Regions from separate parts of the Mus musculus genome. Here region 1 is linked to region 2. Evidence: chromatin contacts called from public Hi-C data. All regions are on one chromosome and are shown on one strand. Each heading gives the region's core, a stretch centred on a gene start, on an enhancer-like site or on the middle of the called end of the contact. The rest is flanking DNA. Distances are from core to core; before and after follow the strand shown. Region 1 overlaps Rsph14 (radial spoke head homolog 14 (Chlamydomonas)). Region 2 has its middle 42 kb from the start of Gnaz.

Region 1 (2,700 bases), core at 107-2,606, 82 kb after region 2:
TCAAGCGGGGACTAAGAGCCAGACTTCCGACCTCCTCCCCATATGCTGCTCAGAGCCAAGTCAAAAGACTCATGAAAGAAATATTGAACTGAATGGGAGGGCATGGAGATTTAAGGGTAGGTGGGGTCTCTAGTTAGGAAAGCAATGGCAGATCCCAGAGAACAAAAATAGGGTAGTGTATGGAGCCAAGTGGTAGGCAGGCAAGATGGGAATAGGGGCTGTGAGCAGGCCCTTGGAGCCGGAACAGTAGACCAGGTTGTGCCATCTGCTTCAGGGCCCTGAGCACCCGCAGGTTTGGTGGGTGGGGGGAGGGACCCTTGTGTGGGGGTGACCACCCTGAGGGAGCACAGGTGGGACCCAGCTCATAGGCAGGCAGCAGCCTCCTTAGCTTCAGCGCATCCCTTGTTCCTGCACTGCTTGTTCCTTCAGACAGGCTCCAGGGCAGCAGGGCTCATAGAATCATGAGCTTCCCTAATCCAATTCTCCAGGCTATGGAAGCAGCAGTTAAGTTATGCAGGAAGGAGGAGAGAAACACTAACCAGATTGCGCTGGAAATAAGTCCCCAGTTATCTCCTCTGTCTCCAGATACATCCCAGTTTCCCCCGAGGCCAATATCCCTGACCAAGCCTGAAGGTGATCCAGTCTGTATGGGACCCTCCTTGCTCCAGGGTGGTGGGCTGGGCAGAGGTTGAGTCCATAAAATAGGAATGCTGTGAGGATCCCCATCATGACCCTTCTCCCTGGGCCTGGAGCCCTGTGTCACTTTTCTAATGTGAATGGAAAAGTGGCCTCCTCACAGGTGGATGCTATCAGGAACATGTCACCAAAGGAACCTTCCATCTTAACTGCCTGCTGGCTCTTAGGCCAGAGTGAGCCAACAGATCATCTCCAGAGGAGAATCAGGTCCCCCAACCAACTCCCAAAGGCCCACTGCTACTACCCCCAGGTAGATATATTGAGCTAAGAAGTACAGCCTCCTCCTGTCTTTGGTCTTTATTGCTGTGTGAGATGGAGGGTGGAGGCGTCCTCTTCGGTTGTCATGGAAACAGCAATCCATCTACTGAGAGTCTGGGTGCTAAACTGAACAGAGGGAGGGGCAGCTGGCTGTTGCCACCTTCCAGCAGTTTGGGGCTGAGAAAGACCCAAGGGGCTACCACACACTTGAATGTACCTGGCGTGCCCAGAGTACCTGAGAGCTTCCCTGTGGGTAGCGGAGCCAGAGGCACACCTGCCTTGTCTCTGTTAGGGTTAGCTGGCATTCCATCCAAGCACTGGAGTGGATACAGAGGCTCTGTCCACTGGGAGCCACGTCACGGGGAAGGCAAGGATGGAACGGGGAAGCCAGCAGCCAGTAGCTGGCACTGTCTGGGGAGAACCAAGCATCTGGCCCTCCCTGGGTGAATGACTGCTGCCTGCCCAGCTTGTGCCTACTGCTAGGAAGCAGTGGCATGGTGCCTGCTTAGATTTCATCAGACTCCCTCCTCAGGGTTTCTCACCTCACTCCCTGTGTGTCTAAGCTCTTCGAGGACACCACAGCATGGATAGTAACCTCCCCCATGCCTCTAAAGTAGGAGAGAGTGGCAGAGACAGCCAGCTCCCAGATAGGAAGTGCAGCCACAGATCTGCAGACCAGCAAGGGAGTGTGCATAGGACTTAGTCTATCAGTGAAAGGAGACCCTGGCACCCTGCAGAGTGTCAAGGGCCTGGCTGGCAAGCCTGTCATCTGTATCACGGGGCCTAGAGACAGGGCTCAGGAGGCGAGGGATACCTCCTTCAGTTCCCCAGTCCGGGATCAGCTTCTCAGAAGCACAGTCCTCTCCAGGTCACTGGTGGATCCAGGGTGAGTGGTCCATTTCACGGAGGCAAGAACTGCAGTCTGGAGTGTGAGAATCACAGAGTCTCACGGCCATCTGGGCGTGCCTCAGGGGAGGCCCGAGAGTACTCAGGTAGCATGGACAGGCGCTCTCCTCCAGGAAGCCAGCAGAGTCATGCCCCACAGAAGCTTCTCGGCACCTAAGCTTAGTGACAGTCCCCGACTGACGGTCCCAGGTCCCAACGGCAGTGTGCGACTTCAGATCCAACCTTGTCTTTTCCAAACCAGAGGCTTCTGATCACAGAGCATGGCCTCTGTAACACCCCCCTGATCACAGAGCATGGCCTCTGTAACATCCCCCCTGATCACAGAGCATGGCCTCTGTAACACCCCCCCCCCCCCGCTGATCACAGAGCATGGCCTCTGTAACATCCCCCCCCCCCCGCTGATCACAGAGCATGGCCTCTGTAACACCCCCCGCTGATCACAGAGCATGGCCTCTGTAACATCCCCCCCCCCCCCCGTGATCACAGAGCACAGATCACAGAGCCTCTGTAACATTCCCCCTCCCCCCGCCTTTTTAAAGAGTAAATTACATTAAATTCTCAAAAGGACTTTTTTTTTTAAGTATTTATTTTTATGGATGAATACACTGTAGCTGTCTTCAGACACACCAGAAGAGGGCATCGGATCCCATTACAGATGGTTGTGAGCCACCATGTGGTTGCTGGGAATTGAACTCAGGACCTCTGGAAAAGCAGTCAGTGTTCTTAGCCACTAAGCCATCTCTCCAGCCCTCTTCCCATTTTCATAAGGAGGCCATGCTGGTCCAAACCTCCTCCTATATGGGTCCTCTTGTGGTTCTTGTCAGCACTGTCTCCATTCTA
Region 2 (2,780 bases), core at 235-2,734:
TACACTGTAGCTGACTTCAGACATACCAGAAGAGGGCATCAGATCTCATTGTGAGCCACCATGTGGTTGCTGGGATTTGAACTCAGGATCTCCGGAAGAGCAGTCAGTGCTCTTAACCACTGAGTCATCTCTCCAGCCTGCGTGTTTTTAAAATTACACACAACATCCCTGTGACCGCATCTGGCAATGGGAGCATGCCTGTTCATACATCTGTCGTGTCACAGGGCCAACACAGGCCAGATAGGAAGACCTGATCATACATCATTCTGAGTCACAGTGATACCTCGTGGTGGTGACATGAGCCTCTTGGCTCATCTGCAATATACAAGCAATGCCACGTGGTGGGTACAGGCATGCCAGTTAGTGTGCTTGGTGTGCCCCTGTGAGGCTACGTGGTATGGTGCTACAGGCATGACTATTGACTAACCCGCTATATACCAGTGCCGCCACATGGATACGTGTCACACTTGTTCAAGTCCTGCTGAGCGCCAGTGCTGCCATGTAGTGGCACTGCCACACCTATTCGCACATATGCCATCTCCCAGGGCCACGACAAGGCAGTGAAGGCTTGCCTGTTTGCACACCTGCCATGTTACAGCACAGGCACCTGGTGGCGTGGGCCTACATGCCGTGGCCCAGCCTCACGACGTGGAAGCATAGGAAGAGCCGTTCACATGTCTGTCGTACCAAACACCATGGCATGCAGCCCGGGTGCCACCCCGAGTCCACTTCTCCCCCTTGGGAGAACTGGCCCCATTGCTGGAGGTGAGGAAGCTTAGCTGCGAAGGGTGCAACGTGGGGCCAGCAGTGAGTGCGCAGGCAAAGAATATACACACCTGGGAACAGCTTCAGAGAACTGGTTTGGTTTAATGGCAGAGAGAAAGGGGCACTTATGCTTCTGGGAAGGTGGACAGAGTCTCTGGGGCAAGGACAGTGCAGCCATGTACAATTGACCAGGACAGCCGTGTTGGAAGATGCTTCATCTGCATGCTCAAGGGTTGGGCATCCAAGGGGAAAACCTTCGAAGGTCAAACAAGTGAAGCCTGGAAACTGTCGGGATAGTAAATGCTTACTAGGGTTCATGGTTGGGGAGCCGGCTTTCTGGCACCAAATTGGGAGAGGGGAGCGAGCCAGTACCTGCCATCCTCATCTGAGGTATCTGGAGTTAAAGCTCTCCTTGACCTTTCCCCCTACTAACCCTGGGTCATTATGATCCCACACCTGGGTACTCCTGTTCCTACACCGGCTTCCCAGTGCCACCACCTGGTAGCCTTGGCATACCTGCCATGACCCAAGTGATGGCCATATAGTGGCCTGTGCGTGCCTGATTTGCGAGCATGTCATGACCCCCATGTTGCCATTTTTTCCAGGCAGCATAGGCACACCTGTTTACATACCTGCTGTGCCCCCCCCCCTGTCCTGTGACAATGCAGCATGGACGTTTGAGCCTGCCATATCCCGTTGCTGCCATGTGGTGGCGCAGTTGTGCCTGTTTACACAGTTGCCGTGTTCCAGGCTGCCACGTTTGTCCGGACGTGCGCCTGCGGTGTGCCAGCACTGAAATGTGGCACATCTGCTGAATCCTAGTGTGGGCGTTATGATGGGCACAGGCGTGTCTGTTTTCGTGCCTGCAACGTCAGTGCCACCGTATTACGGTACAAGGATACCTGTTTGCGTGCCTCGCCAACACGTGGTGGAATGGATGCAGGACCGTTTGCAAGTCTGGGTTCCGGCACTGGGTACTGGCAGCGTTTGGCGGGATGGCATGCTTGTTTGTACACCTACTGTATCCCAGTGCCACCACACGGTGGTGCAGGCATGCTATATGCACACCTGCCGTGTCCCATTATTGTCCTGTAGCAGTCTGGACATGCCTGGTCTCATTTGCTATGTCCTAGCCTCATACTGTGGAAGGGGGGTGGGGGGGAATGACTGCACTTCCACAGCTTAGCAGTACTAGTACCTACATACACCTGTTTGCATACCTGTGATGCCCCAGAACTGCCATGTGGCTGCCTAACACACCTGATCACAAGCCTGCCGGGTCCCAACACTGCCGCACAGTGGCACAGGTACACCTACTTACATACCTTCTGGTGCCAGGTGGGTAGAATGGACATCCCTGTTTGCATGCCTGCTGTGTGCCAGCATCTCACCCAGCAGCAAGGGTGTGCCTGTTCGTGCACCTGCTGTGTCCCGTCATTGCTTTGTGGCAGTGCAAATGCTTGTCCTGATGCTACCTCAAAGCGCCGCTATGTGCTCGCACATGCACACCTGTTGACATGCCTGTCCTAGCCCAGCAGAGACTCATGGTTGCAATAAGCATGCTCGCTTGCACGCCTCCTGTGTCCGGTACTGCCATGTCCCGGGGTTCCCATGTGGTGGTGTGGGTAACCCTGTTCACACTTGTTTGTGCCTGTTGTGTCCCAACCCCAAGTCATTGTGGCATGAGCAGACCTGGTGACGTGTCTGTCAAATCGCAGGCTGACAGCATGGTGGGATAGGTACATCTGTTTGCATGCCCGTGGTGTTTCAGCACCAGTACCTTGTGGTGCGAGGATTCCTGTTTGCACTTGGGCCATGTCCCAGCCTTGGAGGCAGAAGCATGAGTGTGCCTATTCACACCCACACAATATCCCAGCACTGCGTGGCTGCCACATCCAAGCAATACCATGTGGTGACATGAGCACACGTTTGCACACCTGCTGCGTTCCAGCGTGACTAAATGGCAGCAAGGGCAAGCCTATCAGTGCACCTCTGTGTCCCATCAACACCGCTCG

Evidence for each region. A called contact is a pair of places that touch in the nucleus more often than the background predicts.
Region 1: a Hi-C map of cerebral cortex shows a contact between it and region 2, with 3 times the contacts expected there. The contact joins two enhancer-like sites. A contact is called at or near these places in 2 of 39 promoter capture datasets (the C10 cell line and liver), 1 of 15 datasets of contacts at CTCF or cohesin (large pre-B cells), 63 of 484 Hi-C or Micro-C datasets (the AML12 cell line, the C10 cell line, the C2C12 cell line and 41 more), 9 of 115 datasets of contacts at active chromatin or transcription factors (T-cell acute lymphoblastic leukemia, bone marrow-derived dendritic cells, differentiating embryonic stem cells and 5 more) and 2 of 9 other capture datasets (adipose tissue and pancreatic islet).

Annotation. Positions count from the first base shown.
Region 1 is chr10:75,006,030-75,008,729 of GRCm38.p6, forward strand. All of the region lies in intron 4 of Rsph14 (radial spoke head homolog 14 (Chlamydomonas)), which reads right to left. The region is part of intron 3 of Gnaz (guanine nucleotide binding protein, alpha z subunit); the gene reads left to right. Among named protein-coding and RNA genes, the nearest start is that of Gm40692, 16 kb to the right of the region's middle. Within about 2 kb of position 1,357, at least 37 of the 459 cell types and tissues checked have an H3K27ac peak or open chromatin away from gene starts, as enhancers often do. A contact at or near this core is called in cerebral cortex and rod photoreceptor, where this site is marked.
Region 2 is chr10:74,923,972-74,926,751 of GRCm38.p6, forward strand. No RefSeq gene overlaps it. Among named protein-coding and RNA genes, the nearest start is that of Gnaz, 42 kb to the right of the region's middle. Within about 2 kb of position 1,485, at least 13 of the 459 cell types and tissues checked have an H3K27ac peak or open chromatin away from gene starts, as enhancers often do. A contact at or near this core is called in cerebral cortex and rod photoreceptor, where this site is marked.